Regions from separate parts of the Anser cygnoides genome. Here region 2 is linked to region 1. A link is a contact called in public Hi-C data. All regions are on one chromosome and are shown on one strand. Each heading gives the region's core, a stretch centred on a gene start, on an enhancer-like site or on the middle of the called end of the contact. The rest is flanking DNA. Distances are from core to core; before and after follow the strand shown.

The links. A called contact is a pair of places that touch in the nucleus more often than the background predicts.
Region 2: a Hi-C map of liver shows a contact between it and region 1, with 5 times the contacts expected there. The contact joins the promoter of TLE3 here to the enhancer-like site in region 1. A contact is called at or near these places in 2 of 7 Hi-C or Micro-C datasets (both in liver).

What each region holds. Positions count from the first base shown.
Region 1 is chr11:1,092,575-1,098,826 of Taihu_goose_T2T_genome, reverse strand. No RefSeq gene overlaps it. Among named protein-coding and RNA genes, the nearest start is that of TLE3, 73 kb to the left of the region's middle. Within about 2 kb of position 4,821, at least 2 of the 3 cell types and tissues checked have open chromatin away from gene starts, as enhancers often do. A contact at or near this core is called in liver, where this site is marked.
Region 2 is chr11:1,165,120-1,170,917 of Taihu_goose_T2T_genome, reverse strand. It overlaps TLE3 (TLE family member 3, transcriptional corepressor), which reads right to left and starts at 1,880. Exons shown (of 21, transcript XM_067003660.1): 1 at 1,601-1,880; 2 at 1,020-1,138; 3 at 831-931; 4 at 637-700; 5 at 1-37. The coding sequence starts at 1,043.

The sequences.
Region 1 (6,252 bases), core at 3,572-6,071:
CTCTCTGAAAGCAATCATCCAAGAAGCGGCAAAATTGATTGCAGTGTTACTGCTTCCAAACATTTGAAAATCATGAGTCGGTCTCCAAAATGTCACAAGATTTTAAAATGTAATATATTTTGTCTTATTTTTATTTAGTTTGCGAGACTAGTGTTCAGATTTTCGAGGCACAAAGGTTGAAACCTGACTCTCTGCTGAGGAAATGGAGATTTGTGCCCAGCACAATTCCGGGAGCCAGGGGTTTAACAAAAGGCACCGGTCACTGTGCTGGGGGACGAGGTGCAGGGCTGGGAGCAGGGCAGATGCCTGGGACAATCGTCAGGTCTGCCCCAAAATCCTTCTGCCCCATGCATCAGTGGGTGAAAGAGAGCGCCGTGTCCCCGAGGAGCCGGCGAGGACACCGAGGTGTCACACCAAGCACCGTTACCTTCCCTTGGAGCGGCTCCACAGCACCGCCACGCTGCCGGCTGCACCGCAGGATGTGTTCCCCTTCACCCACACCTGCACCGACCCTGTGCACCACGGCGTCAGCCTGCACGGGGCTCAGCAGCATCAACAGCTGCGGGTTCGCCTCGGTTTGTAGGCTTGCGGTGTGATCTATGCTCCCGTGCTGCAAGCTCCTGTCTCGCCAGCTGCAATTCGAAGAGGTTCCTGCGGGGCAAAACGGCATCGTAACGGAGCAGGAGCTGGTCTGGTTTGGCACGTGCCAAAACATCTTCCCATAAGCAGCACCTTTGGGGTCAGCTCATTGAAGGGCTGCCTTCATGGGGAGCACGGTGGGGGAGAGTGGGGTGTCCATGGGGCTGTCCGTGGGGCTGTCTGTGGGGCTGTCTGTGGGTCAGGGGCTGGCACCTGGGTGGAGGATGGCTGCTGGAGACCCAACCTCCGCAAGCACCAATTCCTTGGGAAATCAGAGTACAGGGGAGGAAAAAAGTAACCTAACTAATTCCTATTAGAAACAAGCTGCTTGCTCTCTCCTCATCTCCTGCGAGTGCTCTTGATTAGCTAATAAATGATTAATCGTGCCAAGAAAAGCCAGCTCCTTCGTCTTCTGCTTTCATCCACCGGCTGCCTCCGGGGGATTTCAAATGTCACAGGCAGACAAAACGGCCTCGCCAGGCCGCAGGGAGCCCTCCCCACGCCAGGCTGTGCCCCAGAGGGCACGCAGCAGCCCCGCAGTCCCGCAAACGAAGCCTCCCCCTGCCCGCCCTGCTCTGCCCTCGCCGTGTTCCCCCAGCACCAGCCCCTTGGGCAGCCCGCCCACCCCTCTGTGCCTTCATCCTGCACCTGAAAGCACCGCGCTGCCCGCCTCCGAGCACATCCTCTGCCTGCTCTAAATGCTCTGTAATTTACCTAAGAGGAAATCGCATGCATTGATGCCACAGAAAGCAGCAGGCATGTCTCTGGAAGCCGTCGCTCCTGACAAGTGCTCTATTTTAATGCTCCTAACAGCAATTTCTATTCTAGCAGTATGTGGAGGCACTTAGATTTCTATGCAGTTTTTACTTTTTAATCTCATATACTTCTTGCTGGTGTCAAAGTGTCACCATTTAATAGTCTTACTGGAAAAAAAGAGTGTTTCAGATCTTGTTCTATAGTCCACATTGTGAATACATTAGAGAACCACTGAATGATTTAAGAGGAATTTTTATACCTCTGAACACGAAGGCAAGGCTAGCATGCAAGCGAATTAGGGGCCCAGCCTCCCGGCAAGCTGCTAAAGAGCTGGGCAGTGTTTATTTTCTGCTCCAGGCCCTCCCAGAGCAGCAGGAGGGGAGGCACTGCTGAAACCCCTTCCTCCCGAAGTGGCCAGAGCCACCCGCGGTGCCCGCGGCCCCAGTCCCCGTGCAGGGTGCAGGACGGTCGCTCCCTCAGCGATTCCTCCCCAGGTGAGTGCTCCATCGTGCGGGCACCCAGCACCAGGAAATCCCAGCCCCACGTGTCTGTAACGATGGGATCGTCCTGACCACCCCATCCACGTGTACGCGGCTCCACCAGTTCCTCCCAGTTAGCTCCCTAATCCCTGCCTGCCCAGGCACCAACAGCGGGGATGCAGGGACACCAACCGGGAACATTGGTCCGGGGGTTGCAGCAGGATAGCAGCAGGGACACTCAGTAATAAATTTAATAATAGTAGTAATAGTAGTAATAGTAGTAATAGTAGTAATAGTAGTAGTAAGAAGAAGAAGAAGAAGAAGAAGAAGAAAAGAAGAAGAAGAAGAAGAAGAAGAAGAAGAAGAAGAAGAAGAAGAAGAGAAGAAGAAGAAGAAGAAGAAGAAGAAGAAGGACGACGACGACGATGATAATAATAATAATAATAATAATAATAATAATAATAATAATAATAATAATTTGAGGTATCAGTACAGATCATTTGCGGCCTGCCTATTCCCCCGAGCAGGACTTGTGGATGTCGTGGGTGCCAGGCACGGCGGCGCTGCCGGTGAGGTTTGCAGACGTGGCCCAGGGAAGGAAGAGGCGGCGCAGAGCAGGGTGCCTGCCCTGGGCCTGCAGCACTAATTGTGGAGAGCAAGGGGAGGCGGAATACAGCCCGTTTCTTTAGCCAGGGGATTTACCAGGCATCATTTGCTACAGGTTAGCGTTGGCTGCCATAATGATCCAGCTCCTGAGATTACCTGTCAAGCCTCTGTGAATTTTAAATAAAAGGTAAAAGGGTTTAACTCGAACACGACACCTCTGTGCATACAGAAATAGCTCAGCTGCTGCTTTCCTACAGAGGCAGGTACGCTCCAGACCCTGGATCAACAGCGAGCAAAGCTACAAATCAAGGGCCAGACATGATTGCAAACATATTCTTCACTCTTTCCTTTCTTCTGCTACAAAGGAGATTGGAGGCACACATGGGCTTTGCTTACATCTCATTTCAAACAAAATATACAAGCATAAATAACGCTGGCTGACAGCTGGAAGGCTTTCTGATCACGCCGCGGAGGAGGACGACTGATGAGCAGCCCTGCTGCAGCGACAGCCGCTCCGGGGGCACGGCGAGCGCGCAGCCCCCAGCCCCCAGCCGGCCCCGGCGCCCCCACGGGCGCCCACCCCCGGCTTGCGGGGGGAGCTGAAGAGCGGCTTCAGGGACGTTTCCATCTCAAATCCCACAGGGAAACTCTGGGCCTGTGTTCTTACATGCAGCGTGCAGAAATCTGCGGAACCTGCAGCCAAGGGCGCGTGCAAGAAATCTGGGTAAAAAAGCCGATTATCGTCCGGACGCAGGGAGCGGGCGGTTTGTTGCTCACGCTCTTCCATCACCGAAACTTGGCGATTTCGCTGAAAACTGGTGGCACTTTCAAAAAAAACGCCCAGGCAGAATGTCACAGTCAGGTGGTGGCACAACTGACGCAGACGGAAAAATGCTCAACAGCCACTACACGAAAAAACTGCGATAAAAAAATCCCAAATGAAGAGCGTGAAGCACATCAGTCCTGCAGCGCTCGGCCAGCCGCGCCTTCACACCGGGGCTGTCCCTGGGGTTTATTTCATCCCCTTCCAGAAGCCGTTGTTATCTCCCCCATACCTCGGTGGTCTCCGAGTAGGGAAGGCGGGGAGCACAGCTTCCACATCGTGGCAGGTTTCGATGGAATTAATTTCTTCTTGGCTAGAACGGCCGAGGGCCCGAGGGGTTTCCACGCCGCCAGGACCCGAGGCACGTCCCAGCAGCGCATCCCCTGCAGGAGCTGTCCTGCCAAGAGCGGGGCCTGGAGAGGCTCTGAGGAGCTACCGCAAGCACTGCTGCTATTTTGCTGTTTTTCAAAGGCAAAGCGAAGGCTCTTTTTTTTTTTTCCCTCTAAACACACTCAAGGAAATGGATATATTATTTCAGCTGGAGTTCCCCAAAAACTTAAACAAGTTCAGCCCAAGGTGAGCTTTCAGCCTACACCATCCGAATTTGCTGAAACAATAATAAACGGGAGGCAGGGGCTAGCTGGAAAGCGCACAGCAAATCTCTGCGTGGGTGCTGCAGCTCCCGCCACCAGCAGCCCAGCCCCGTGGCCCTGCCTCAAGCACGAGGCATTACGTTGAGTTTTGCCACGAGAGCCTCTGAACCCAAACCCGCTCCTGGCGCAGTAATATTTGGGGGTAATACAAATATTACCCCAAATGGGGCAGGAGTGGGCTGCCAGGCCCTCTGCAGAGCGATGCTCGCGTCGGGGTGGGGAAGCGCATTTGCATTTCCCCGTATTAATGCAGGCATCCAGCTGGAAGATGGAGATGTCTTTTTAATGCACCTACATTTGAAGCCTGAATACATAATCTCCCTATTACATGTATACTTTATATATATGCGGCCATATAGCAGCGGTGATTTATGCGGGCGCGTTACACATGCAGAGGTTTGGGATCCCGGTGCACAGTGGGCAATGATTCTGCTTTTCCGTAGCTATTTATTTGCATAGCAGCGGCTGCGGATGATGAATACAGAGCGCTGCGGTCAGGGCGAGACCGCTGCTGAAATACAGCCCGGCTTCCCAAAGCCGCCGTGGCATTAATTATTAACTCCGTACAGGAGATTTGCCACTCTCCCAGCACCAGACACTAAAATAGTTTCGTACATAAAAGAGCATTAAGTGAAAGCTCGGGTAAAGCCGATCGCTCTGCAAAGAGACGTCCCGCTTTCAAGACCTATTGCTCGGCAGGAAAATTTACAATCCTTTAATTCCATTTACAACGCGGCAACACAAAAGGGAGCTGGAGACGGAGCCTGCAAGCGGAGAGACCGAAGGGGAAGAATAAAATAAACAGGACTCCGAGGGAGCCGGGATCGGGCCCGCACTCCGACATTCAGCTGCTCGTTAAATTCCAGCCGGGATTAGAGGCAGGAAAGTGCTGGGCACCGACCTCGCCGGTGCACAAAGGGAGGTATATTAAGTTATACGGGTTCCATCTTGTCCCTGTTCATGACTAGCTGTGTTGTATGTATCGGAGCAGCTCCCCGTAATTTGCTTATAAATAATTGACTTCTTCACTATTAAAATCTCTGGAGGGTCTCTCGGTTTATTCACAACAAGCCGCCTCGGCCTGCCGTGCAAATTAGCCCTTTCAAACCCGTCTCATCTCCAACAGAAACGTTATGAAGAGTGATTTTTTTATCCCCTGTAATAACCTTCAACTAACCTTTAAACTGAAGTGAATAATTTAAATCTTATTTTCATATCAATGGGGGAGTCAAGCCAAGCAATTATCTTTTATCTGTATACTCTGTCGTCAGCGAAGGCATAATAAAGTTTTCCCAAGTGGGCAGAGCGAAACAGGGAGAGAAAGAGAGAAAGAGAGAGAGATGGTATCTGAAGGCATTAACGCAACAATGAATTATTCAATAATGAGTACAAGATCTGCCATACCAGCGGCGCTCGCGCCTGCCCGGCGTTGGGTCGCAGCGCCCGGCCGGCGGCAGAGGCAGCGAGGGGTGCGCGGGGCTGGCACTGCCCGCGGGGTGCTGGGGAAAAAAGGGGAGGAAAAAGGAAAAATCCCCAAGCAGGGGGCTGGGGCAGGGGCGAGCGGGGCTGCAATTCCCCGCAGTGCTCATTAACATTCTGCCGAGCACTTTTCTCCCCGCGTCCCGCCGGACTGTCCATGATCTTTTTTTATTAATTCATAAAATATCGCACCCGTGATTGAGGCCGCTGATTACGGGAGCAGACAAACACGAGGGCTGGTGAAATATCGCATGTTTTATACCAAGCCTCGCCAAGTAGAAACACGGCCGTGGCATGAAATATTAATCCCTTCCCGGCCGTGGGCAGGGAGGAGAGGCACAGGCAGCCGGCGTCGGCAGAGCGGGGCTGGGGAGAAGCCTCCACCGGGAGAAAAAAACACCACAAAGCTCCTGCATCAGGCGTCCTTGCTAAAGTGCCCGAAGCCAGGGTCCCTCTTCCCATCGCTGAAGGTGGCTCGGAGCATCCTGCTCGGCCTGGGGTGGCTGCATCCCAAGCAGCATCCTCAGGACGTGGAGCGGCAGGGGCGAGGGCTTTGCTGCCGCTCGGTTTTGCCACCCGGCACCAGCAGAGGCTGGGAATCTGCCGGCTGCCGAGGAAATCCCACCGGGCTGGAGCCCGTTTGTGCTCGCTGCTCCAAACCGGCGAGGAGCTGGAATAATGCAAAGCGATCCAGCAGAGCGCTGGATTAGATGCCGGGGCAGCTCTGCCACCAAGCATTAAATATCTTCTTGTAATCTTTCCACTTAAACCAATGATTAAACAGATTTAGCAGATGATTAAACAAATAAAGATTAAT
Region 2 (5,798 bases), core at 631-3,130, 75 kb before region 1:
GCATCTCAATATTCAAACCGTACGACATCTCATAGTACTGGGGGGGGGAGGGAGAGGAGGAAAAAAAAGAAAAAAAAAAAAGAAAAAGAAGGAGCCAAGGTGAATTTGAATGAATTTACCGTCCGGCGTTTGCATAAGGTCATTACCAGAAAGCATCCTGGTCGGGGCCGCGCTCGGAGCGCTGGCAGCCGAGGAAACGACACCTCACAGCCAGCAGATGTTGCAGGCTCTGCCCGACACCCCGAGGCCCCCCCGTGTGTCCCCCCCCGGGCACGAAGCGGCGCAGAGCCGGGGGCTGGAGGGCTCGGGGGGGGGTTAGCAGCCCCCAGCCGGGGTGGAGGGGGGGGGGCACGCTCCGGGCTGGACCCGGGGGCAGCACCGGGGGTCGAGGGGGGTGCTGCAGGGGGGGGACCCCGGTGTTCCCACGCCCCCCACCCCCCGCGGTTGGGACCGGGGCGGGGAGGGGGGGGCTCAGCGCTGCCGCCCCGAGCCTCGGCTGCCGCAGGGCGGGATGGGGGGGGGGGCGGTGGCGGACCCCCCCCCCTCTAATTTCTCCCCCCTCCCTCGGCCGGGGGCTCCTCGGCGGGGCCGCCCCCCCCTCCCCCGGCCCCCCCCCCCCGCCCGCCCGCCGCTCACCATCACGTAATGGCGCTGCATCTCCGTCTTCTCGTTCGCCAGCTTGTCGTACTCCACTTTCAGGCTGTCGGGGGGGGGGGGGAGCAGAGCACAGCGGCCGGGGGGGGGCCGTCAGCCGCCGCGGGGAGCGGCTCGCCACGGAACAACCCCCCCCCCCCCTCCTCCTCCTCCTCCTCCCCCCGCTCCCAGCTCACCTGTGGTACTGGGCTTGCAGGAACTGGAACTCGTCCTTGATCCGGTCGCAGGATTCGGCCACGGTGAATTTGAAGCCCGGCTGGCCCGGCTGGTGCGGAGCCTGCGGGGAGCGGCGGGGGGGGGGCGCTCAGCGGCTGGGGGGGGGGAAGGGGAAGGGGAAGGGGAAGGGGGGGGGAGCCGGGACTCACCGGGTGCCGGCCCTGGGGGTACATGGCCGGGCTGGGGCGCGGTCACTGGAGCCAGCCGCGGCGATCGCGACGTGCGCTGCTGCCCGCCGGCCACGGAGCGCTCCCGGAGAGGCCGAGAACTGGAACAAAGAGACGAGAGGAAAGTCCGTGCGGGGGGCGGAGGAGGGGGGGGGGGGGGCGGGAGGGGTAAAGGGGGGGGGGGGGGGGGGGAAGCAGCGGGGCCCGGCCGCCCGGCTCGCCCCCCGCGCAGCCTCCGCACCGCGCGGCTCGGCCGGGGAAGGCGCTGCGCACCCGCGGAGCCCGGCCGGCACCGCCGCTTGCTGCCGCCGCCGCCGCCCGAGCCGCCGGGCTTCCCCCCCCCCCCTCAAGACACCGAAACCAGGAAAAAAAAAATAAAAAAAAAAAAGGAAAAATCGCCCAAAACGATAATAATAATAAAAAAAAAAAATTCAAAACAAAGCGGTGAGGAAGGAGAATCCCCGAGGTATTCCTGTGCGAGAAAAGGGGGGAAGCAAAGCCAGGAACTAACGCCGGAGCACGACGGCCATGGAGGAGAGGAGGAGGGGGGGAGAAGGCCGTACACATCCGAGTGCCGCGGGCATGCGACGGGCGAGCGGTGCCTCCGCCGGCCGCTCCGCCTCGGCTCAGCTCCGGGCCGGCGGCAGCGCCGGGACTCCTCGGGCCATGCTGCTGCTGCTGCTGCTTCTTGGGCGGGGGGGGGGGTCCGGGGCCGGGCTGGGGGCCGCCGCCGCCGCTTTGCTGGGCGCTGGGGTCCCGGTGCTGGGTGCTCGGTGCCGGCTCCCGGTGCTCGGTGCCGCCGCCGCGCGCGGACTGGGGCAGCGCCGGAGCACGCGGCCCGCGCCGCCGCCAGAGCGCTCCGCGAGGGGCGGGGGGGGGGGGGGGGGGAACCGGGGAGAGGGGGCGGGACGGACGGACCCGAACCCGGGCGGCCTCGGCGGCGCCGGCCAATGGCGGCGCGGGGAGCCCACGTGGGGTCGGCGAGCGCGGCCGCCGATTGGGCGCCGCCGAGGGGGGACGTCACAATGGCGGCGGGGTGCGGGCTGGGCGCGGGGCAGCCCCGCCGCGGGGGGCGGAGGCGGCAGCGGGCCGGGCCCCGGCACCGCACCGGGACGGCACCGAGCGGGCGGCCCTGGGGCTGCTGTGTTGTGTTGTTCCCCCCCCCCCCCCCCCTTTTTAATTTTTATTTTTTTTAATTGTTTTTGACGCTGCCCAAGGTTTAACGGGGGTAAAACGGCACAAAGGCGGAGGGGGGACGGGGAAGGAGCCCCTGCTGCGGCCGGGGAACGGCTGGGAACGGCTCGGAACGGCTCTCCGCCCCGCCGCCGCCGGCCCGGCGAGGATCGGCCCCGCGCCGCGCCCCCCCCCCCCCCCCCCCCCCCCGGCTCCCCCAGGCCGCGCACAGCCCGCTATGGGGGACCCCGGCCCCCACCGCCCGGCCCCGGGCTCCACCGCCGGCCCCAGCCCCGCAGTGCCCGGGGAGCCCCGGTCCCGTCCCCGTCCCGCTGCCCGTCCCCGGCCGAGCCCCGCGGCCCCGTCCCGGCGGCACAAAATGGCTCCCGCGCCTCGCGTCACCCGGAGCCTCCCCGCCCCACGTGGGGCCGCCGTCCGTCAAAACGCGCTCCGACCAATCAGAAGGGCGCGCGGCCGGCTCCTGCGACGCCATTGGCGGGCGCGGCCCCGGCTGCCACTCGGGCGGCGGAGCTGTCGATCAAAGCCACGCGGGCCGCGGCGCTGACAAATGCCTCTGCTTTTCAGCCTCCCGCTTGCAAATAGTGCCCGGAATGGCTGCTTAATTAGCTCTGAATGGCTTTTCCTCCCAGCTCAAACAATCTGTCACTACCGCGCGGCGAAGGGAGCCATGCATAAAAAAGTAAGCAGAGGCTAAATATCAATTTGATTTTGTGTATCAAAGGAATATTTTATTTTATTTTTTTTTTTTTCCCTCCCTCGTAATGAAACGGAGCGATTTAAATAAGAAAAGGCGGGGGGGGGGGGGCGAGTAAAAAAAAAAAATAAAAAATAAGAAAAATCCCCCAGCCGAAGCCCACCGCCGGCCTGCCCCCCGCCAGCACCCAGCGGCTCCTCTGCCCCCCCCCTCCCGGGCCGGTACCGGGGGGCTGCGGAGGGCCGGGGACCCCCTGGCGGTGCGGCCCCGGGGGGGTCGGGGGGGGTCCCAGGGGGGGTCCCCGGGGGGGTCCCAGGGGGCCGGGGGCCGCCCCTTGCCCCCCCCCCCGCCGGTTGCTGCGCGCCCCGTGGCGGGGCCGGGCGCTGCCCGCGCGCCCCCTTCCCATTGGCCGCCGCGCCCGGGGCCGCCGTGCCCCACGTGGGGCCAGGGGGCGCGCCGCAAAACCCGGGCCGGACTTTCAAAGGGGAGCCGGAGCCGCCGCGCCGCTGCCCCCCCCCCCCTCCGCACCCCCCCAGAGGCCTCCCCTGTGCAGATGCCAGCGGCTCCTCGCCTTCCTCCTTCCTGCTACCTTTATAGTCCCCCCCCTTTTATTTTTTTAAATTAATTTATTTTTTTAATTTTATTTATTTATTTAATTTTATTTATTTTTAAATTTTATTTAATTTTATTTTATTCTAATTTTATTTTTTTATTTTATTTTTTAATTCTTATTTTTTAAATTTTATGTTATTCTAATTTAACATTTTTATTTTTTATTTATTTTATTTTATTTTTTATTTTTTATTTATTTTATTTCATTTTTCATTTATTTTATTTTATTTTATTTTTCATTTATTTTGTTTTATTTTGTTTTGTTTTATTTTATTTTATTTCATTTTTAAACGTTGCTATTTTTTCACCGCCGGGAGCAGAAGGCAGCTGGCAGCCTATGCGGGCAGGGCTCGGTGCGCCAGGACTCAGCCCTGCCTTCCCCCAGCACCCAGCACCCGCGGCGAACCTGGGGCACCCCCTGCCCGCGCTGCTTGGAGCCGCCCGCCCTCGGTCCTGCGCTGCTCCTCGGGGTGCTGGCGGCCTCGGGGGCCCCGGGCGGTGAGCCCAGTGCCCACCCCGCAAGGCCCTCCCCGGCAGCCTGCGCCCCCAGGTCCGCCCAAGGCCACGGCCGTTCGCTGGGGAACGCGGCCGGTGCTCAGCTGGGCCGCACGCTCCCTCTGCTCCCGGGGGCTGCGAAGCCCCGGCTGTCCCACGGCCACGTCCGCCCCGCGGGGAAGGCCCCGGGGAGGAGAAAGCCCCAGCAGCCCCCCCTCGGCCCCCCCTCAGCCCCCCGGCAGCCCCCGTGGCCACCCCATCCCCAGGCTGCCCGGGCTCCCCGCGGGCTGGCCGAGGGCGCAGGGCTGGGCCCCGGCGCTGCCCCTTTGGCCCCGGCGCCTGCCGTGGGTTCACACGTGGGGGTTACTTTGGCGTGGCTGGGGAAGGCAAACCGAGCCCCCCAGCAGGCCCGAGCGGACCGGGGGGCCCGATGCTGCGCGGTGCTGAGCCCTGCGAGCCCACGCTGCCTGCTGGGCGCTCGGTCGTCCGTCGCTCCTTGCCCTGTGCCGGACAGATCGCGATAAACCACGGCGGCGTTACGGGGCTCCCACGGGGCCGGCCCTGTCCTGGGGGCACAGCGTGGCTCTCGCTGTCATGCCTCCGGCCCCCAAAGAGGAGAAAAGCCCCCAAGAAAAGCCCCCAGACGCTGGGGACGGCCCCGTCCCCTGCAGGCTGGGGAGAGGAGCAGCTGGTGGAGCATCCAGGGCCGATCTCCCATGGGTGCTGGGCACCCGCAGGGTCCCCATCCCGGTGCGGTGACCCACGGCCACCCCACACCGTGCGTCACCGGGTGCTGGGACGCCCCGTGCCACCGGCTTCCTGGGCCCCGACGGGGCGGTGGGCAAAGGGGACAGGAAAGGGACCGCGCTCGACGCTGGAAATTCGGTTCCGCTGCTGAAAATAGAAGGCACTAGACGAGCTGCTTCCCTCCCCCAGCGGTATTTACGGACAAATTCTGATTTTTATTTAATGGTTTCCCCGAAAAGGTTGTAATTTTCTTCACATTTCCATCCAGCCAGCGCTGTTGTGGTGAACTCAGACGACCAAGAATGCCTCTCGTTAATTGATATTCCTCACGCTAGGACTGCACTGAAATAGCAGATGTTTTATTTTAGGTTATTAAAGCTCACCTGGTTGAAAAGGAAAAAAAAAAAAAGGAAAGAACAATTAGGGATGAAAGGAAATGTTCTGGTTCATATTGATTTAAAATCTACTTAAATTGATATTTGCACATCCCAATTAGAAACCATGATCTTTTCCCATAAGTTTTTTTTTTTTTTTTCTTTCCTTCCCTGAGATTTTGTCGTAACGATCTCAGAGGAAAGCCTCGGCGGGAGAAGTGGCTGCCTCCTCTCGCAGCCCGACGGGCCGTGCTGGAGCTCGAGGCACGGGGCCACCAGGAGCCGCGTCCCTCCCCTGGGGGCGGCAGGGGAGCCCCAGCCCACTCCCGCCCCTCGTCCTCCACGTGCCCCGAGGGTTGTAGGGCCGAGCACGCCAGAGATGGGCCCAAGCGCAGGAGGCTTTGGGGTCCCCGGGGCGATGCAAGGTCCCCCTGAAGGAGGCCGCTGGTCCCACGCACGGCTTGGCCGAGACGTGCTGCACGCTTGAGGCCACGGCACCCCGCGAGGTCTCGCGGCCGCGGGAAGGGAAGCGGAGATGTCCTCACCCGCCCGGCTCAGGGGGAAAGCTCGGGCACGGCTCCTGAGCGCGGGGTGTTGTGACACCGAGCAGACCCGCCGCGCCGCCGCCCTTTCGGGGAAACTGAG